Linked DNA regions of Mus musculus: regions 1, 2, 3, 4, 5 and 6 are each linked to region 7. A link is a contact called in public ChIA-PET, HiChIP or PLAC-seq and promoter capture Hi-C data. All regions are on one chromosome and are shown on one strand. Each heading gives the region's core, a stretch centred on a gene start, on an enhancer-like site or on the middle of the called end of the contact. The rest is flanking DNA. Distances are from core to core; before and after follow the strand shown. Region 1 has its middle 3.8 kb from the start of Gm39742. Region 2 has its middle 8.5 kb from the start of Mir3473c. Region 3 holds the start of Batf3 (basic leucine zipper transcription factor, ATF-like 3). Region 4 holds the start of D730003I15Rik (RIKEN cDNA D730003I15 gene). Region 5 has its middle 35 kb from the start of D730003I15Rik. Region 6 overlaps Traf5 (TNF receptor-associated factor 5). Region 7 holds the start of Dtl (denticleless E3 ubiquitin protein ligase).

Region 1 (2,700 bases), core at 52-2,551, 360 kb before region 7:
CCCTGTCTCAGTATTATTCAGCCTTAATCTTTAACTGTTAATCTTTAACTGAACTTTCTTGTAACTTTTGAGAACTCAGCTCTGGTACTTTTTCATGCCTTGCAAAATGGCGTTACTGCAGCTAGCTTGCTAAGCCTGATGGTGGGGTCTTTCACAACATCCTGCGTTAACTCCTCCGGTCTCATCAGAGCAATCTCTCCCGTGGCTTTCAGAACACCAACTCCCTTTTGCCTCCTTCTCTTGACTTCCTGACAGGGTGGAGTTCCAGGCTCAGCCTTGACCTTGTCCTGTCTATAGCTGTACTATTGGGATGTCTCTCACCCTCTACAGAATCAGCCCCCACCCTTCACATTCCCAGCTCAGATCTATGACTGGCAGACTCTGATCCTGCTTCATCCTGCCAGGGGAGCCCCAAGTCTCACATGGTTGGATCTCCTCAGCACACAAATCATACTCTTCTCCCCCGTCTCCACTGAGAATCCCTCCCAATCCTGTTCACCCCTCTTCTCTGTCCCCACTGAAGGGTGCTCCATCTTCTCAGTTCACAGACTCCTTATTCTAAAGGAATATTCTAAATCCAATCCATCCAGAAACCATATAGCTGTCCCCTCAGCTATATACAAGAGTCCTCTCTGCTCCAAGCTGCTGTCCCCTTACCCAGCATCACTTGGGACTCTCAGCTGTACCTTCTGATTTAGCTTCCTGCTCTCTCCTTCTGCTCCTCAGACACACAGGCTTCTGTCTCTGTATCTTCAGCCTCTGCCTGGATGACTTTCCTGGGAACCCACAGGACCAGGCTACCCTAACTGCCCAGTCTAGATTGCAGCTTTCACCGATCTAGGCCACACCTCACTTAGACCCTTTAGGACCTAATTTATTCATGTCTAGTAGACATTCTTTACTGCCTGCCAACTCCACTAGAAGCAGCCCAAGGTCAGGGATATTTGTCCCAAGCATCTAGCACATAGTAAGTCTTCAACAAACACTGGCTGAATGAAAGACCCAGCTACTTACTTCCCTCCCCTCTCCTTACTAGAACTTTACGAGGCCATGTCTAGGAGGCTGGCTAGGTAGATATGCGATGTTTTCTTAGCCCAGTGACCTGGGAACAAGGAAAAGAAGGGCTTAGAAAGCCAGGAAGCTGCATGGGCACGTTTGCCTGTTCCCAGTAACAAAAATAAGAGCCAGCTGTGAATTCTGTGGACCTTGCTGTGACTTTGGATGGAGTGGACCCCTCCTTATGCACTGCTCTCCTGTCCCAAACACAAGAGACCCAGCAGAGCTTGTCCATCCGGCCTTCACAACCCCCAGCCTAGAGCGTGCCCCACCTACTGCCCCCGGCCAGTTTCCTCCCTTTTACTCCCTGATGCTTCTCCAAACATCTGCAGGAGCTTCCACTCAAAGAACATCAAAGAACACCTGCTTTGATCTGAGCCACTATGGGCAACTTAAATAGCCCCAGACAGACAGACAGATGGACGGACAGACTGACAGGAACTGCTCTGGAGGCTATGGGCTTCCTGCAAATCCTAGCTCCTCTCACAGGGAGCTCTGCAGATGAGAAGTCTCCACACTCTCAGGACTTTCATTCTCTCATCGGAAGGAGAGAGATGCTGCTGCCTTTGGGGGTTGTCTGGAGATGGTATGTGTAGGAGCTCAGCTACTGCACCCCATCCCCAGGCCTCGAACTGAAGGAATCCTCACAGAGAGTCCATCACCCTGGGCTACCACGTTGGTGGTAGGACTGGGCCTCCAGAACTGCTGCCATATTCCTGCCTCTGAGTGGCAGACAGAGGGGATGGCATGTGACCAGTAAGGACCCTTGAAGCAATCCTAAATTCTTACTGGGAAATTAATGACATTTATTAGTTTAAAGGACACCAGTTAACATTCTAGAAACCTGTGAGGCTCACCTGTGAAAACCCTTTAGAGTGTGTGTGTATGAGGTGTGGGGTGTGTGGGGGGGGAGGATGGGGGCGGGGAGGATGGGGGCGGGATTCTGACAGCCAAGCACCCTGGGACCAAACCTGGATTTAACAGGAAACTCTAGAATACACACCGGATGTGCAAGGTTTGCCTCACCCCCTTCATTACACACTGGTGGTGTGGAATGTCATGATATGTTGTCACCTCTGGGTCCCCAGCACCAGGAAACAGTGTCAGGTGAACTGTAAGTGAGGGCGGGATGCAGCAGTGGACATCATCTACAGAGAGGCCTCCGTGCAGCTTGGCATTGTACCATATTGTTGTTACCCAGGGAGCCCTGGAACTTGTGTCTTGGTAGATTCATCCACATGTCTGTGGTAAAAGCCATCATATCTGGGAGTCAGCAATCAACGCTCCCAAATGTCAGAGAGAGAGAGAGAGAGAGAGAGAGAGAGAGAGAAGGGAAGGAAGGAAGGAAGGAAGGAAGGAAGGAAGGAAGGAAGGAAGGAAGGAAGGAAGGACAGATGTGTCCTCTGTTGCTGTGTACCAGGGCCAAGCCCCCTCCCTTTGCACAGCCTAACTTCTGCTCCTTGCAGTCCCAGGCTGCATTTCCATGCAGACTCATACCTTTGCATCGACAGTCTCCATGAAATAGACTAGAGTCCTGAAGTTTTCATTCCATTGGAGTAATTCTAAAGATTCACTAAATCTCTGAATCTTCCTTTCCTCTACTTCATAGGAAGCTGATTTCGACAAATGCCTTTTTAAATTACA
Region 2 (2,922 bases), core at 115-2,614, 410 kb before region 7:
ACTCTCTTCAACGTTGAACAATAATATGGAAGTGTAACCCGAATAAAACCTCTTCTCCCAACTTGCATTTTGGTCATGGTGTTTCATCGCAGCAATGGAAACCCTAAGACAGTGTCCACCGGGAGATGAGTCAGGAGTGGGGCTACCTGAGTGTTCCTCCAAATGAGATGAAGCTAAGTGCTTGTTGCTCAGGAGGCTCTTGGAGGGTTATCTGAGAACACAATGACAAGTGAGGGTGACTCTGTCTGGGTCACTGTGCCCCTTATTTTGATAGTGCCTTTCTTCTCACTGCTGCACTTGATAGATGCATCTACTTGACATGTGACCCGCCACAGAGAGGCAGAGGAACCCGGACTACAGCTCTGCACCTGTGATCAGTCCTGACGGGCGTGCACATAGCAGTGGAAACACCCACACCCCTAGGCTCTTTTCCATCTCACTCCAGCACATCTCAGCACAAGCGATTGCTCATGTGCGAGAGGCAGGAACCCCCGAGGAGAGCCCTGTGTGTATCATCACCCCTGAACCCACTTCAGTATGTGGAGGTGCCCATGGTGATTATAATTCTAACACAGAGCAGCAGGTGACAGTCTCCAGGGAAGAGGGCCAGGCCAATATGTATGTTTATGTCTTAGTTTTCAACAAAGGTAAAAAGAAAATTTAAATGTAATAGCAAAAAAGTTTACGGAAGAGAATATAAAGAAATATTGGAGAGGGCGTAGTATATTTTGGGAGTTGGAAAGACAGATCAGTGGTTGAGCCCTGGCCACTGCTACATTCATGAAGGCAAAGCACCCATACACAAAAAATAAAAATAAATCTTCTGAAAAAAATTGTCTAGGAGGTGAACATCCGAGAATGTTTCAGAATGCTGTTCTGCTGTCAAAACACTCCATGTTTTCAAAATGATTTGACCACTGCTGTTTTCCACAGACATTCACTGCAAACTCCCCCCCCCCCCTTCAATAATTCTACACTGTCTGCAAGATAAAAGCCTTGAAGTTCTGGCTTAATTCTTTTTAGTTATAGTTCCTTTTATTTTCCAAAGTCAGGGAATTTTTTGAACTTGTAACTCTGGGAATGGAGAGCCTCAACTCTCCCAACATTGAATACAAAATATTATGTGAATGTGCATTTTGTTTCCAGTACAAGGTATAGATAGCTTTAAGTGTTCAAAAGATGTGACTTTCAGCTTGCTGTCTATACCAAGCGCACGGTGTCTCTTACTGCCCACCCTGCTCTGCTGCGGACCAGAAACCCGCCCACCACCCACAACCCGCAGCTTGACAGACAGAACCAGGCTGGGCGGGACTTCCGGGCTTCCATCGCAGGAGAGAACAAGCGAAGGGCGGGGCCAAGGGCTCTTCTGCCTATCGTGGTGGTGGGGGGGTGTTGAGGCCACTTCCGGTTAGGGCGTTCTGTTTGGGCGCTCTCGGCTGCTGGCCCCTCCGAGCCTTTCCACGCGTGGTGAGCAGCCAGGCCTTAGGACTAGAGTTTGTAATCGACTGTGACAGGATGGCGAAGGTTCCCCAGACTTGAGACTACGTGTTTTCGCAGGTTAATTCCCCAGGTTGCACGCCCACTTCCGTCTTCCTTTACTCTTAAAGGGAAGTGATTTTTCTTCAGGTTTCGGTGTATTTCTTTTTAGGTTTGGCTCTGGCAATTTTTATGCCAGAGTGTGGAGGTTTGTCGACTGGTCGTCCTGATTTCTTTATTCGACCTCTGTGTCCTGGTGGTTTGACTGGAAGACTCTTAGTTTTGTAGGCAAGGATGTATTTGTAGGTAACAATTTTAACTTTTCCCAGGGGTCCAGCACCTCACCGGATCCACCTAAGGGCGCTTACTAAAAGGTGGCATCTTATGTTTTGCCAACTTTCTGGTAGACAGCTTTTTAAAAGTTACACTGTTCATTCCCTCCCTCGTCTGCGAGCCATTTTTTATTATTCTTTTACATTAGAAATGACTAAGGTGGTGGCGCACGCCTTTAATCCCAGCACTTGGGAGGCAGAGACAGGCGGATTTCTGAGTTCTAGGCCAGCCTGGTCTACAGAGTGAGTTCCAGGACAGCCAGGGCTACACAGAGAAACCCTGTCTCCGAAAAAAAAAAAAAAAAGAAAGAAAGAAAGAAAAGAAATAAGAAATGACTAAGGTGTCCCAAATATTTTCATTATCGGTCTTGGAGGTGATCCTATCTCTTCTCCGCTGTTTAAAATAGTAGGTTTTCCAGTGGTGAGCCCTCAAGTGCAGTAAGTGAATATGAGTCATAGCACCATGCTGATAAAATTCTGAGAAATGCAGAGACAAAGCAGGTGATACAGAAGTGGCAACAGATGCAGTAAGGGAGTGTGGGATACATGGGCCAGCTCTGAGCCTATCACCATATCCCTACGAGCCCCCAACAACATCCAGATCAGACCCGGCCTCCACACCTACAAGGGCAGCACACCCCTAATCCTTTCTCCAGTCAGGTGTGTTCTCCACAGTCTTTCTTGCACAGTCCTAGTCTCCACTCAGCCTGTCCCTGAAGATGTGGATTCAAATATTCACACCATATTGTTCTTCACATCTTAGACGGATAGTGACCCAGACCACCAACCCCATGGAACAGGCACTTTTTTCAGACCAGCCCAGAATTCCATGCTTTCTCAGCTTGCTAGCAACAACAGGCATGGCAGACCTCCAGAGTATAAGTGTTTGGAACCGGAAGTACCAATACGGCAGATAAACTCAGACCTCTCATGGAGTGTGCTACACACACATTCCAGAAAGACAGTGTTTTGGAAGCAAAACATTTCTTCCTCTTAAGACTTTGTAAACAGCTCTCAAATATGTCCTAGCCTAAAAGACAATTTTCCATGGAAAATTAATGACATGTAATGACTGCAGTAGCTATTTGTGGGTTAAAGTAAGCATGCAGGTCAA
Region 3 (2,738 bases), core at 122-2,621, 480 kb after region 7:
CCCAGAGGCTGGCGTACAAACTCAGGGCTTCAGCCAGGAATCCCAGGCATAGATAAGAAGAGACAGCAGACCCAACACCTGCTCAGGAGAACACAGGTGTCAAAACGTGCCTTCCAGAAGTCCTCCCCCCACCCCCTTCTTCAACAGTTTCACGTAGTCTCCCTTCCCTTTCCTCCCTAGCTCTGGAATTGTACTCCTGCATCACTACACCCCAAAGGTCTTGATAAACACACCTGGAGCATCCAGGGGGACATGCCATATAAACGATGTAACTTCAGCTTTTACACCCTCACAAAGCCTTCCACCGTATATAATAACTAAGACCCTGCCCTGTACTCAGAACACTGCTGGGCTCTGCTGCCCAGAATCAAGCTGACCTGAGATTTGACCTCACTGGCTCTCCACTGGTGCTTGACAGGAAATAATGTCTCTATTCTCCAAAGCCAACAAGTCTCAGGGCAAGGGGCAGCATGCCTCCTGTCCTCTGGGAGCTGTCACATCACCTGCCACAGATGATCACACCTTCCCTCTGGGCAGGAATGACGAATGGAGACACAAATCACCCATCACTCACATGACCTCTGCAAACGTCCTCAGGAGATACAAAAAGAGTTCATCTTATAGATGGGGAAATTGAGGCTCCGCTAGTCGAAGCAAATAGTATAAGGCCACTCCAACTACTTGGCTCAGACTTCCAGGGTCATCCTGGGACATTACACTTCAAGCAGAGAGTTGGGAGTGTGTGTGGTGACTAAGAAAAATAAGACCTGATCTATTGATAAAGCAACCAGGTGGCCAAGAAGTGTTCCAACAGTGGCCTCTATTTGGTCTCAGCTTCTTGTGACTACAGCTTTGAAAGCTGGGACAACAGAGGGTGCTGATCATATTGGGGCGAGAAGTTTCCACCCGTGCTGGGGGTGGAGTCTGCCCATTAGAGACAAAACCCCACACCCACAAATTGACCGGTCCGACATTCCCCATGCGGATCTTGGCCAGTGGGTTGGATGCAGGGACGAACCGCCCCTTTGGGCTGAATTCATAATATCGGAGCTCCGGGCCCCCTCCCACCAGCGCCCACAGGAGTCAAGGATGAAACTGCCCACAGCAGCGCGGACCCACGTGTTCGGCGCCGAGTCTGGAGGGGCTGCCGCCTTCCCAAGCGCTTGAGGCGCACGGCGGGGGCGCACGGCGGGGGCGCACCTGGAGCTCTGCCCTCACCCTCACCCGGTCCTCACACCCGGCCCCCTTGTCCAATACCTGCGGCTGGTTCCCGGGCGCATCCACGCTTCTCTGCAGCACGCTGACCGCGGGGGGCCCTTGCGACATGCCGCGCGCTCGCCACACGGGGCGCCCTGAACGTGGGGCTCTGCTACCCGCGCTCCGCCCGCATCCCCGCACTTGCTGCCCCGCCCCGCCCCGCCGCTTCCCGCTCTCCGGGCTCCACGGTGCCCGCCTCCCCACCCCGTGTCCAGTCCCGGCCCGGCCCGGCCCCGCCCCCTACTCCCACCCCGCCCCTGCTTCCTCCTCCCCCCACCCTCTCGCCGCACCTCGGGGTCCAGGATCCCACCCAAGTCGCTGCTTTCCGCTAAGGGCCCCCGCTCTTCGTGGAAGTCACGTGGCAGCACCGAAGCCCACCCACGGAGAAGACCCCGAGTGGGTGGAGACGGGGTGCTGGCGCAGCGCCGCCGTGGACGGTCCTCCGGCCGCTCCTGGGAAGTTTGGGTGAGAAGCACCAGTGAGTGGCTCGGTGGCTTCAATGTCCCTTCGCAGCCTCCCTTAGCGCCCCAGCGCCGGTCACCGCCGATGGGGAGATTTCTTCCGGGCGAGGCGGCACCTGGACCGGTGGCGCCAGTGGGCAGGGACCGCAGCAGAGACCGTCCGCGCTATGGGGACAGCGGGAGCCTCAGGGCTTTTCCACTGCGGCGGCGTCTGGTCCAGTGGGAGGGAGGGGGCGAGGTGACTGGGAGGGCGAATTCTGATGGGGGGGGGCGGGGCGGGGGGAGCGGCAAAGAGAGGTTGTGAGTCGAAACCACGCTTGAAGTCCATCCTCACACATTCAAAGGTCTGGGCAGGCCATGCTAAGGTCCCATGGGCTAGCTGCATTTGCTTCTTCAAGATTAAGGTGATACCTACTAAAGGCTAAAATATATGGTTGCTATGTTTATGTCAGACTAGGTAGAGACGTATCTCATCCCTCTTCACCCGCCTGCCAGTTTTTAAAATATGAAGTCAAGATGACTGTGCCCAGCAAAGAAAAAAAGAAAAAACCCTAGCGGTTGCAGGTTTGTGGTTTGTGCATAGCATAGGAGAGGAAAGCTAACCACGAACTGGGGGACGGATGGGAACCAGACAAGAGTGGCCTTTCTCGTGTGCTCATTTTGGCCTACTGGCTTCTGGGCAGTGGGAGAGGTGACCTTTCTGAGTCCTCACCCCAGTGTGCATGGCTCTGTGCCAGAATTTAAGCCGTAAGTCTGGAGAGAGGAGCTTGTTTGAACCTGCCTGCGCGGCTTTAGGCACCAGTAGTGGTCATGTGTGCTAGTAGGTCACGGCATAGCCAGTGTCCACACATCACAGCAGAGCCTCTCCATGCTAATGGTTCCGCCCAAATTTTAGTTCTGACCCTCTTCTATCAACATGCATGCATGCTCCGGTGTGGGGGGAGGGGAGAAGGAGGGGAGAGAAGAGAGAGAGAGACAATTACATCTCACACAGTATAGAGGAGTGCACAGCACAGCATC
Region 4 (2,700 bases), core at 82-2,581, 350 kb after region 7:
CACACCAGATTCTCTCATTCTTGTCACATTCTCCACGATTAACCTTTCTTTTAAAAAGTGGGGATAGGGGGTTGGAAAGAAGAAACTGAAGCACTCAACCATTAGAAACCACTTTTATCATTAAACACTTCAAGTTTCCCAATACCATAAAGGCCAGAGGCTATCATTTTACAGCTTATACAGAGACAACCCATGTGAAACCTGAGGCTCCCTCACTAACAGAATGCAGGTCACTGTGACATGGCAAACAACTCTGTGTGTCAAAAGAACAGCTCACTTTCTGATGACAGGGCTGCGGTGCCAATTTTACAAGGTGCCTGGCATTCATTTCTTCAACACTAAACTTTTATCTGGTTCCTGATCCCACACATTATGGCAAATCTCGAACACCAACCCTCTCTGGTCATCCTCATGTGAGATGGGAGAGAGGGTGGGGGTCAGTGCACCCCCTGTCTTCAAAGTTGAGCTGATGCAAGCAGATGTCTTCCTTTCCAATCTAACCACACATCCTTGACCCGGTTACTCTGGATGACAGACATGTCCTCCTCCACTCCTCACAGACATGCAGGAAACCATCTTGAGTTCAGCAGGGAAGATACAGAGATCGGAAGCCCCTTAGTAAGACCCCGGGCCAGGGTCTCCTCAGCTGGTCGCAGGGTCAGCCACCACGTTTACTCTCGCTCTTCACAAGTTTTCATTACAACCCAACACTACCTAAACTTGAACTCTGATAAGTTTCACCCACCAGGGGACTTTCTAGAACTTGCTTCGGTTGAAAGAGGTGTGGCCCACAGACCCAGATGCCACACCTCTCTGACTGACATCGCTCTGGACCTGCAGTGCAAGGGCTGTCCACACAGTCGGGCTCAGCTGCCCCGGGCTCTGCCGACTGACCCCACGGGTGCACCTACGTGACCCGGAGAGGACACCCCACACAACGCCTCACCTCAGATGAACCTGGCGACCCACTCCTGAGGGGTCCCGTGTCCGAGCTGTGGAGACCTTGTGCAGTCACTTCACGTGACCTGAAGACCCCGCTCACCAAGAGGACCAGGGCTTGCCGCCTCACCTCATGCAACCCCATCCTCGTCGCGAGGGGACCCTTACCCAAACCCATCACGACCCGCCTCACCTCACGTGACTCCGGCCCCCCAGTCCTGAGGGGAACCCCCACCTGAGCATGCCGCCTCACGGAGTCACGTGAGGACCCCACCCGAGCCCGTTGCGACCCCGCCGCCTCACCTCGCACGACCCTGACACCTCAGAGCTAAAATTAGACAGGCGGAGCGGCGCGCTCACGTGCGCGCGGCCCGGAAGGGCGGAGGCCCGACTGCGTGAGTCATCAGCCCCGCCCCTTCACGGAGAACGCTGTGACGTAAGCGCGCTGCCGAGAAGCCGGGATAGAAAGTTCGAGTTTCGCTGTCTTAAAGGGGCCGTAGCTCGCACTGCACCCGTTCGGTCACCTCAAACAAAAAGTATGCTGTCCAGGTCACAGAGCTGACCATCGTCAAGCTCTTAATCATTGCCATAGGGCTGGCTCCAGAATTTTCATTTTTTTCGTGCTAAAGTTTGGCTGACCTAGGGCCCAGCCCTGTGGAGCCTACCCATGAGTTTTCTGGAACTGGAGAGGCTGTGCTTAAGAGACCTGGGCTGGCCCATTAGGGCCAGAGCTGCCCGAGGCAGGCCTTGCTTCTCAGTCCTGAGCCATCCACTGTGGTCACGGTCATGCCAAGAACAGTTTCGGAGAGGTCGCACTGTGGGAAGGGAGCCCAGTGGGACAATGGCAGGTGGTCACAGTCCGTCTTCTGGCTACTCACGCCAGACACACGGGAAGTCCTCAGCGTGGACATTTAGAAGCTAACCATTCCTGTCCTTAGTCTCCATACCTGTGTGACCTGCCCTGTCTCCTGTCCATCATGCTTCTGTGATTTCGGTTTTGCTCCGATACGTGGAGTCTGTGGTCAAACATCTTTGTGCCCACCAGGAGATGGAGAAAGCCCAGGCAGCCCCAGGTGCCCAGGAAAAGACTGCAGGGCAGCCACTTCTTGGTGCAGGCACCTGCAGTGAGCTTTCTTACTTTCATTCAGGGGAGATCACCTGCCTGAGATCTTGTGGCCTGTGAGGAATAGAGGGTCTTAAGCAGTTCGCGTGCACAAGCACATGCACGCGCACACATACAAATTGATAAATCCGGAGGAATTCTAAGTCAGCACATCACAAAGACACCAATACACCCAAGTTTATTGCTGCACTATTCACAATAGCTAAATAAAGAACTAACCCAGATGGCAATCAACAGATACATGGTTAAAGAACATGCGTTCTATATGTATACATGTATGGGATTTTAAAAATTATTTATTTACATGTATGTGGGTGAGTATGGGAGCAAGTGCTACAGTGTATCTGTGGAGATCAGAGAGCAGGTTGGTTCGTTCCTTCCACCAGGTAGGTTGTAGGGAATGAACTCCGGGTCTGAGGATTATTGAAGTCTTTATCTGCTGAGCCATCTTCTGGCCCCAGCAATTGAATTTTGCTAGCAAAGAATGAAAATTGCTGTAGGAAAAATGGATGGAACTGGAAATCATTGTGTTAAGTGACCTAAGCCACACTTGGGGAAAGTATAGCATGCTTTCTGTCATATGCAGAATCTAGATTTAAATCTGTATATGCATGTATATGTGTGACATGAAAGCAGAG
Region 5 (2,700 bases), core at 200-2,699, 320 kb after region 7:
CTTGATGGAGGTATGGCAAAGCTGTACTGTAAAGGACCATGTGCAACCTAGTGGGTTTCTGTGGCTTTCTTCGCAGAAAGCCTATTGTGGAGCTATGGAAGATCTACCCCAGGAAAATCAGCTACATTTGGTGTCTCCCTGTGCTACCACCCTTCTCTACTGGAGTGTGAGTCCTGAACACTAATGTGGTTTTAGAATTTTGCTAACTGGGGTTGGAGAGATGGCTCAATGATTCAGAGCACTGGCCGCTGGTGCAGAGAACCCAGGTTCAGCTCCCAGCATCCGCACTGTCCATAACTTGAGTTCCAGCGCGTCTGATGTCCTTTTCTGACCTGTTCATTCAGCAGGCATGCAGTTGGCACATATACATACACACAGGCAAATATCCATCCACATGAGATAAAAATAAATAAACGCTTAGAACGGTGTTAACCAAATTCCCTAGTCCTGGGCAATGGTAGCTGTCCACGCCACAAGACTGTGCTGAGGATAACACAGAACACACGGATTCTCATCAAAGAACTGGGACTGGAGAAACTCGGGTTAGTAACTCTATACCATGGATAAATAGACTCTCATCCTCAATTTCCTTATTCATAAAATATGGCTTTGTGACCTCAAAGCAACACAATGTCTCGGCACAGGTAAACGACCAATAAATAGTACTATTTATTGGTGAGTTCTGTTTAACTCCTGGAAGACGAACTTGAGAAGAAGATTCTGAGCAGTTCTTCTGGGACTGCAGTGAGAGTCGAGTGAATTACAGACAGAGCCACTGACACAGTGCACAGCCATGTCTGTGTGCATGCCTGCAACAGGTCACAGCACCAGGCAGGAGGCTTGGCCAGGGCTAAGACACGAGCCCTCAGCACTGTGTCCATGTGGCCAGCCGTGGGGGAGTCTGCTTCACTGGAGGGAAGCCAGCAGCAGCAAGCTTGCCTTCAATAGCTTCCTGGCCTCTCCTCACTCTGGTGGCCAGCTTTCAGATGCCCACATCCCTCGTTCTATGATACTGCATGGAACATAAGGCAGGTGAGCATGCACTTAAAATGTAGTTCATATTTTTAACTAGCATGTGTGTGTGTAGGTTTGTGCATGTAAGCGCAGGTGCCCATGGAGGACAGGATCCCTGTGGATCTGGAATTAGAGGTGGTTGTGAGTAACCTGAAATGAGTGCTGGGAATCACAACTGGGTCCCTTGGAATAGCAGTCTGGTCATTTAAATGAGGAATGTCCTCTGTGAGCTCGAATGTTTGAACGCTCAGTCCCCAGGTGTTGGTGCTATTTGGGGAGGTTCTGGTACCTTTAAGAGGTTGAGCCTGGCTGGAGGAAGTAGTCGCTGAGGGTGAGCTTTGAGGTTTTTCTTTGATGTTTGATAAGCCTGGCCCCTCTTCCTGCTCTCTGTGATTTCTGTGTGATCAGCAGCTTCCTGCTGCCATGACTTCCCCATCATGATCCTGTTCTCTGCCAATAGAACCAAATGCCACAACAAACCCAGCTTCCGTGAGCCCTGAGTTCTTTTGTCAGGATCTCTTACCACAACAACAGGAGAGTGGCCAATACGAGCAGAGCTTGGTCTTGGACCAATTGGAAGCCCTCTCTCCCTGGTGCAGCCCCGGCATACACTTCTCCCGTTCACAGCTTCCATTCATTTTCAGAGAGGTCTTCCTCCAAACTCCTGGTTAAGCATCACAACTCTAGGGCCCTTCCTCTTCTAAACAGCCGGCTTCTAGTGTGGTTTGGGGTGAGAGGTAACATTGTGATACAATTAGGATTAGCAGGGAGAGGCTGGGATGTGAGGAAAATCCAGATGTTTTCCTGTCTGCTACAGAAGTGAGCTTCACAGAAAGCAGAACGCTACTCCACCGAATGTGCTCAGGGTTCCTTTTGGCTGTGGAGTGAGCCAACTTTCATCCAGGTTTATGTCCATCTAAAGTGTCTGCCTGCTTCCTAATTCTCCTCCCACTGCTCCCAGACCACACTGGGAAAGCTCAGGCTTCCTTAGAGAGCTGTGGGTATTTCTGAAGGGCTGGCTGGCTCTTCCTTGGGGTGCTTCCAACAATGGTTCTTCTTAGTGGCCACATCTATGACTAATTCTTCAGGCTACAGTTTTTCTCACAAAAATGGTCGTGTATAATTTTTAAGAGAAAAGAATATCCCCAGAAGAACTATAGCATCCAACTAGATCTTTCTCTAGTTTAATTTTTTTTAAATCTTCTGACTCAAAGGAAGAACAAGAAATTTCCCGCAGGTTCTGAAATATCTGTTGCCATCCCATGGAGGGCAAGCTGAAGTCTCTTGGGATACAAGGTGGCAAACAAAAAGATAATTCTGGACCCCACGTGTCCAATGTGAAATGTAAGCAAAGCCACTTTCTCCCTAGCTGGCCAGTTCTCCCTCCTTCTCCTGGCCCCATCTATGCTTGCTTCAGGTTGGGAGGGAGGGAGTCAGAGCCAGGATGGCTGAGGGCAGGGGGCATTGGCCTGACGGTTGTCCTCTTGCAGCTCCTGTGGGATGATGGGATGCCTCACTCCAATTGAGGCATCGGGGATGTCTTTCTCATAGTCCATTTATCACTGAGCCATCACAACAGTTCAGCTGAAGTGGCAGAGGCATTCCCAGTTCACAGTGTCCCCTGCTGAGTTCTTGAGAATGGGGAGGGCCACAGGTGGAAAGATCATAGCTGTTTGAAGTTGGCAA
Region 6 (2,872 bases), core at 53-2,552, 500 kb before region 7:
TGGGGTTGCACATACTTCATAATCTTCAGAGCCCTTGCAGTGCATTCTGTGCCCCTCCCCACCTCCTAACGCTTTTCATGTAGACATACATGGGTCAGTTGGCTTTTCCCTTAGGGAGAAGATAGTCACTGTTATAGGATGTGTGCTGCCCTGCAATCTCAAGTTAGCTTGCTCAGCTCTGCCATGGTAACATCTGCAAACAAATTAACCCAGCTACACTCTGATAAAACTGTATTTACAAAAGCAGTTAGCAGGCCAGCCATCTCTTTGCACATCGTGTTATTTTCTCTTCAGAAGTCCTACAAGGTTGCTACACTGTCACTATTAATTATTGTGTGAAACAGAGAGGCCTAGGGACAAAGTAACTTGCCTGAGTTCATAAGACTATGCAGTGTAAAACCAAAATTTGAATCCAGACTGGTCCACCCCAGAACCCATGGGGTGCCACCCACATACACTGCCTCCCTGTGGGCCGGGAGGAAGCAGGGGCCTGGAGTGACTGTGGCTCCTGCTGATTCCTCAGGGGCATTGACCACTTCCTGAAGTAGGATCCCTCCAAGCCTCAGTTTCCTCCTTTGAAAAATGGGAATGATGGTAATATGTATGCCACAGGAATGTCAGGATTAAAACAAGCTAGGTGTGTGAGGTAGCAAGCCACAGGTAGACATTGCCTCCTACCACATAGTTCTAGCACCTGGGGTCCATGCATGTTTTTCTAAAGTCCCCCTCAGCTGGACCTGTCCTGCCCTGCATCCAGCAGCCCCTTTGCACCACGACGTCATGTGAGGCCCCTACCCCTCCCCTTATTCTCCTTGACCTTATTCACCAAACACCAATTGAGTGCTTTCAGTCAGGTACTGCTGGCTCTGTGGGTGGGGTGTAATAAAAGATGGCTGTCCCAGGAGAAGTTTGTAGACAGTGAGGACACAGAGTTGAGGCTCAAAGCTCTGGAGTCAAGCAGGCCTTTGAGGGGAAAGCTTTGTTGTGACTTCCTGGAGACTTAAAAATATCCCTGGTTGGCTGTGGCTGACTTGAGAGAAGACAGTGTTCCCCAGAATCATCCCTCCCAACTAGGGGACAAAGGCAGGCATGGCTCAGGACAAGTGTGGGTAGTAGCTCTAGAGCTGCCCTGCAACCCTGTCTGGTAAGCTGTTGGAAATGAGGAACTAGAGGCTTCCTGGCCAGCCAGAGAGAAATCACACTTCTCTGAGGAACTAAAGTCCCACCCTCCTGGCTCGTCATTCTTCCTCCCCAACGCTGGCCTTGTCTCATCTCATCTGGGCTGCTGTGGGAGGGACCCCTGCCTTGCAGGGCCTTCCTGTTCAGCTCTGTGGAGAACAGAGAGTTTGTGTTGGTTCTAGCTGAGGATGGGGTTAGAGCAGAGCCCTGCCTGCGGGAACTGCTTCTGCATCTCAGAGGAAGGCTCTTCACTGCCATTGAAAGAAGCTTTGGAAGAGCCTCAGCCAGGCTCAGTGACTCCCTCAGAGACAGACAGTGATGTGGGGCTATGAGCTGAAATGAACCCTTTCCTTCACAAGTTGCTTTTGGTCATAGTGTTTTACCATAGCAGTAGAAGCCCTGACTAGAACACTGCCCTACAGAGGACCTGGTGGGAAGGCGCCGGCTTCTCCACGAGCCTAGGTGAGATTACATCTAACCCACTCGTTGCTAATGGGGATCTAGGGTCTAGAAAACAGTCACAGATGACTATAGGAGATTAAATTAGTTTTAGTTGATCAAATTTATACCTTTACTGGAACTTCCTGCTATTCTTAGCATCATGTCTTATTTTATGAAGTGAAATTCTCATGACATGAATTGCACATAAAATGCATGTCTACCTGTGTATCTCACAGTCATATGCTGGGAGATCCTTGGACAGCTTTTAAATCAGACCTTGATATTACAAAGGACACATGACCTTGGACGATGAAAACAGATAAGAATATATGACTGAGGAATCATGAGTTCCTCTGATAATTTTGTGTGCACATGTGTGTTCATTGGTGCAGTCGTGTATATGTGCATGTGTGCACACTCATGCAAAGAGCAGAGGACAATCTCAGGTTTCTCTCCTCAGATGATATCAACTTTGCTGTTTTGAGACAGGGTCTCTTACTGACCTGGAACTTGCCAAGTAGTCTAGGCTGGCTGGCCAGTGAGGCCCGGGGCTCCTGCTGTCTCCACCTCCCTAGTGCTGGGATTACAAGTGTACACCACCATGCCTGGCTTTAATATGTGGGTTCTGGGGAAGTGAACTCATGTCTTCATGCTTGCAAAGCAAACACTTTACCAACAGCACTATGTGACTTACTCTGGTCCCAGAAATGTAGGTTGTCAGCTGGTTTGACTCATAGTTCACCCATCCCACTGAGATGGTCTGGAAAGCAGCCAGCCCTGGAAAGCCTCCTGCACACACCCTTGGTTTCCTTCCCATCCTGTGTCTCTGCCCCCATTTATTGTTCTTTTCCTGGAGCCAGGGCCTGTTCTCATCTCACCCACCTCCTGGTACAGACCCCAGCAAAGGAAGAGTCTAGGATGGATGTGGGCATGCAGCAAGTGACTGCTCCATTCCATTCATTTCACAACTGAGTACAGTTGATTATTAACCAATCTCAAACTTGTGCCATGCCCTCTGGGAAATTTCTTTGTGTTTTCATCCATAAAATGCCACCTTCAGTCCAGTTTAACTGCTTTGTGAGCTCAGCAGAGACATTTCAACAACTTTTGTGAAGTTTCAACCAGGCTCCAGTGGTCCTACATTGAAGTCTCTCTTGGTAGCACTTACCACTGGGCTATTGTAGCTTATCATTTTCTGTAGAATCCTACCCTTGTAGGGCCTGGAGGACAGTGGACTATCACAGGCTGTGCT
Region 7 (2,700 bases), core at 116-2,615:
GTAAAAAACTCTTACCTGTAACTGGTTTCAAACTTGGACAAGGAACTAAGGTGCATATTTAACATGCCAAAGTCTAATTGACCTCCAGGTTCTCTCAGCATCCCCCAGTCCCTACTTGGCACACCCTGCCCCCCAGACTTGAACTTACAGATCCTTGGTTTCCAGTCCCGTTCTCTACAGGTTACACACTGGCTACAGTTAACCAAGAATTGCCTATAGTGTAAAAACCTTGGCAGGAAACTGAAGCAAAGGTCTCACATTTACACAGGACTTCTTTATGGATAGCTATCTGTCAAAGTCCCTCTTCAGCCTTTAATAAAGGCATCTTTTCGCATACCACTGCCATTTAACATTTACAACAGCTGACATACTGTGCCCACTTTGCTGACATATCGAGGCTAGATGATAATGCCGCATTCCATAATCACTTTAGTAGAACTGGAATTTAACTCCTAACCCTAAAATTTTTTCTCTTAGCTACCTGTATAAGGGGAACTAACTCGTGGAACTTGTGTGCAGAGAATGAGCGCGTTCAGCCAAGCTTTTCGGATGTTCTCATCCACATGGAACCTGCTTTAGAACGCGCAATTGACAGTCTCGCAAGACAAATCGCTGTAAAACGCTCAGAAAATCATTTGGCTCTCTTAATGAAGGCTTCACCTGCACTGAACGTTTTAAAAAATAATCTCAAAATTCAGCACTTTATCTTATTTGCTGCCTGGGAAACCAGAGACTGTGCCCCCAAGTGGTCAAAGGCATCCTCGCAAGCACGAGCCTCTGCTCCAACTGTGCAAGGCTACTCCAGCAACCCTGCATGCGCCTAAGCGCTGGCTCCAAGACTAGCAGCCGTGCTTCCCGCCCCATACATCGGCGCATGCGCCTTTCTAGCCTCTGTAGCTGCCGCCACTAGGTGGCGCCACTCCCCCCAGACGCTTCGCCCGCGTCCCTCCTCCGTACCTTTGTCCAGTTCCATAAGAGCGGAATTAGCGTCCAGCTCCTGTTCGCCATAGCCGGCATCGGCCAGGAACGACTTGGTTGAGTTTGACGCCATGACCCGGACAGTTACCCGACTCGCCCAGTCACAAAGATTGCAAACTCTACCCCAGCACCGCCATCTTCTCCCGCCGCGGTCTCGCGGATTTTTCCCTCCGCGCGCTGTCAGGCAGTGTACGCATGCGCCTCGGTCGCCCCGCGGTTCGCCAGTTCCTCTCTGGGCCCCCCCGCGCAGGCGCTCAGGGAGCCTGTGAACCTTGGGTTCCCGCGGCTGAGCGAGAGGGAGGCGGAGCTTAGGATGGGGGCGAGCCTTCGAGGCGCCAGGACGCTGCGACGAGAGCCAATCAGAAAGCGTGACGTCAGTTTGGCGCGGAGTTTGGCGGCCGGGGCTCTTAGTGGCGGGAGTTGGAGGCGAAACCGCGCCGCGTTGTGGAGGGTGCAGACGGCGGCTCCTGTGGAACTTGGGGGCGATCTTCTCGGCGTTCCCCTCAGCTGAGCCTTCTCCTCAGGCCCAGATGCTCTTCAACTCGGTACTCCGCCAGCCGCAGCTCGGCGTCCTGAGGAACGGTGAGTAACGGCCCCAACGGCCGCTGGCCGTGGCGGGAACCACCTCCCCCCAGGCGCTCCACCTTGGATCGCTGCCGACTGTGGGCCTCCAGGTCTCCCGCGGCCGGAGCGAATCCGGGCGAGCGAGGACCGCCGAAGAACATCGTGCTTGGGTTCCTTCCGGACGCTTTTCACCGTAATCGAGCTTTTTAGTTCGGAACGGAGGCCGAAGTTAGGACGCTCAGTGGCGTCCCGGGCCCCTGGCTGCTTACGTCAATATCGCGCGTTAACTAGAGAGTGCACGCTTGTGAGAGTCGGGGGTGGGAGACGCTTTGGCACCAGCGATGTGCCTGCCGTCTCTGCAGAACCTTAGCGATCCCTGCAAGTTCGTTGTGCACCAGCGCGCATGGCCCGCAGTTAAGGAACTCAATCTTAAGGCGCCAAAGTCCCCTCCCCCATCTCTGCAGGCTCTGAAAAGTCCTAAAATACAGACTAAAAGATGCCCATAGCCACACCCACGAGGTGACCACGGGTAATGGATGGAAGGGTATTGTTCCAAATGTGTCTTGATGCCGAGGTACTTCCAGAAATGGGATTAAACTCGTTTTTCTCTTCACGGTGGAATTCAGCCATGTTCTCCTGTTAGCATATAGAAAGCCAGCTCATCTCCTACAGTACTCTTAAAAACATTGGCAATCTGAGATGCGATTAGGCTGATGTGTTGTTAAACTAAGACCTTGAAGAGTGGTCCTAAGAATGTTGAGAAGAGGAAAAGCTCCTTGAGGTCCTGCCCGGATCTAAAACTTTGTAGTCGTATTCCCTCTGTGGATACTCTTGTAGTTACATTCTGCCTCTTTCTCTGCTCGAACTTTACAAAAGTTACTTCGCCCTGTGTTAGGAATGGCCGCCCTGCACAATGGTTGTGAGCGGTCTTCGGAGCGTCTGAGTTTCAACTCCACCTCTTTTCCTATGTGCTACATTTTCTGTCTACCCACTTTTCAGTCTGTCGTTCCGGCTTACAGATAGCCAGACAGACGTTCAGTGATAGGCACTGGCATTCATTGATTGTTACCTCCTGAAGTCTGCATCTCTTTTCCCCTCCGGTGTTGCTGGGCCTTAAATGATTATAGCCGTAAGTAAGGATTCTACTGCTGCTACACT

What was found. Promoter capture Hi-C pulls out the DNA fragments that hold promoters and counts their contacts. ChIA-PET counts read pairs in DNA pulled down with a chosen protein or histone mark. HiChIP or PLAC-seq counts read pairs in DNA pulled down with a chosen protein or histone mark.
Region 1: an H3K4me3 HiChIP or PLAC-seq map of embryonic stem cells shows a contact between it and region 7, with 9 read pairs. The contact joins the enhancer-like site here to the promoter of Dtl in region 7. A contact is called at or near these places in 9 of 39 promoter capture datasets (the 3T3-L1 cell line, the C10 cell line, the SN4741 cell line and 4 more), 1 of 15 datasets of contacts at CTCF or cohesin (the NIH/3T3 cell line), 3 of 484 Hi-C or Micro-C datasets (cortical neurons, embryonic stem cells and liver), 4 of 115 datasets of contacts at active chromatin or transcription factors (acute myeloid leukemia, bone marrow-derived dendritic cells, craniofacial prominence and 1 more) and 2 of 9 other capture datasets (embryonic stem cells and macrophages).
Region 2: an H3K4me3 HiChIP or PLAC-seq map of pro-B cells shows a contact between it and region 7, with 5 times the contacts expected there. The contact joins the enhancer-like site here to the promoter of Dtl in region 7. A contact is called at or near these places in 5 of 115 datasets of contacts at active chromatin or transcription factors (bone marrow-derived macrophages, effector CD8 T cells, embryonic stem cells and 2 more) and 1 of 9 other capture datasets (liver).
Region 3: a contact with region 7 is called in an H3K27ac HiChIP or PLAC-seq map of extraembryonic endoderm stem cells, with 4 times the contacts expected there. The contact joins the promoter of Batf3 here to the promoter of Dtl in region 7. A contact is called at or near these places in 3 of 39 promoter capture datasets (the C10 cell line, liver and neural stem cells), 6 of 484 Hi-C or Micro-C datasets (B cells, the N1E-115 cell line, cortical neurons and 2 more), 5 of 115 datasets of contacts at active chromatin or transcription factors (T-cell acute lymphoblastic leukemia, bone marrow-derived macrophages, extraembryonic endoderm stem cells and 2 more) and 1 of 9 other capture datasets (liver).
Region 4: a contact with region 7 is called in an RNA polymerase II ChIA-PET map of effector CD8 T cells, with 42 read pairs. The contact joins the promoter of D730003I15Rik here to the promoter of Dtl in region 7. A contact is called at or near these places in 7 of 39 promoter capture datasets (the 3T3-L1 cell line, the C10 cell line, erythroid cells and 3 more), 10 of 484 Hi-C or Micro-C datasets (B cells, CD4 T cells, CD8 T cells and 4 more), 10 of 115 datasets of contacts at active chromatin or transcription factors (the SCID.adh cell line, astrocytes, bone marrow-derived macrophages and 7 more) and 2 of 9 other capture datasets (adipose tissue and liver).
Region 5: an RNA polymerase II ChIA-PET map of memory CD8 T cells shows a contact between it and region 7, with 32 read pairs. The contact joins the enhancer-like site here to the promoter of Dtl in region 7. A contact is called at or near these places in 4 of 39 promoter capture datasets (the C10 cell line, hippocampal neurons, neutrophils and 1 more) and 3 of 115 datasets of contacts at active chromatin or transcription factors (bone marrow-derived macrophages, embryonic forebrain and memory CD8 T cells).
Region 6: a promoter capture Hi-C map of pre-B cells shows a contact between it and region 7. The contact joins the enhancer-like site here to the promoter of Dtl in region 7. A contact is called at or near these places in 12 of 39 promoter capture datasets (the 3T3-L1 cell line, 3T3-L1-derived adipocytes, the C10 cell line and 7 more), 5 of 484 Hi-C or Micro-C datasets (the Ba/F3 cell line, Th1 cells, granulocyte-monocyte progenitors and 2 more), 7 of 115 datasets of contacts at active chromatin or transcription factors (bone marrow-derived macrophages, cardiomyocytes, effector CD8 T cells and 3 more) and 1 of 9 other capture datasets (adipose tissue).

The regions. Positions count from the first base shown.
Region 1 is chr1:191,931,067-191,933,766 of GRCm38.p6, reverse strand. No RefSeq gene overlaps it. Among named protein-coding and RNA genes, the nearest start is that of Gm39742, 3.8 kb to the right of the region's middle. Within about 2 kb of position 1,301, at least 5 of the 459 cell types and tissues checked have an H3K27ac peak or open chromatin away from gene starts, as enhancers often do. A contact at or near this core is called in embryonic stem cells, where this site is marked.
Region 2 is chr1:191,988,628-191,991,549 of GRCm38.p6, reverse strand. No RefSeq gene overlaps it. Among named protein-coding and RNA genes, the nearest start is that of Mir3473c, 8.5 kb to the left of the region's middle. Within about 2 kb of position 1,364, at least 407 of the 459 cell types and tissues checked have an H3K27ac peak or open chromatin away from gene starts, as enhancers often do. A contact at or near this core is called in bone marrow-derived macrophages, effector CD8 T cells, embryonic stem cells and 3 more, where this site is marked.
Region 3 is chr1:191,097,047-191,099,784 of GRCm38.p6, reverse strand. Batf3 (basic leucine zipper transcription factor, ATF-like 3) reads right to left here and starts at 1,371. Exons shown (of 3, transcript NM_030060.2): 1 at 1,258-1,371. The coding sequence starts at 1,326.
Region 4 is chr1:191,223,085-191,225,784 of GRCm38.p6, reverse strand. D730003I15Rik (RIKEN cDNA D730003I15 gene) reads right to left here and starts at 1,331. Exons shown (of 2, transcript NR_151547.1): 1 at 1,243-1,331; 2 at 98-576.
Region 5 is chr1:191,258,055-191,260,754 of GRCm38.p6, reverse strand. No RefSeq gene overlaps it. Among named protein-coding and RNA genes, the nearest start is that of D730003I15Rik, 35 kb to the right of the region's middle. Within about 2 kb of position 1,449, at least 66 of the 459 cell types and tissues checked have an H3K27ac peak or open chromatin away from gene starts, as enhancers often do. A contact at or near this core is called in bone marrow-derived macrophages and memory CD8 T cells, where this site is marked.
Region 6 is chr1:192,076,966-192,079,837 of GRCm38.p6, reverse strand. The region is part of intron 1 of Traf5 (TNF receptor-associated factor 5); the gene reads left to right. Among named protein-coding and RNA genes, the nearest start is that of Traf5, 14 kb to the left of the region's middle. Within about 2 kb of position 1,302, at least 161 of the 459 cell types and tissues checked have an H3K27ac peak or open chromatin away from gene starts, as enhancers often do. A contact at or near this core is called in the HPC-7 cell line, Th1 cells, adipose tissue and 7 more, where this site is marked.
Region 7 is chr1:191,574,209-191,576,908 of GRCm38.p6, reverse strand. Dtl (denticleless E3 ubiquitin protein ligase) reads left to right here and starts at 1,365. Exons shown (of 15, transcript NM_029766.3): 1 at 1,365-1,560. The coding sequence starts at 1,509. It overlaps Ints7 (integrator complex subunit 7), which reads right to left and starts at 1,273. Exons shown (of 20, transcript NM_178632.6): 1 at 958-1,273. The coding sequence starts at 1,051.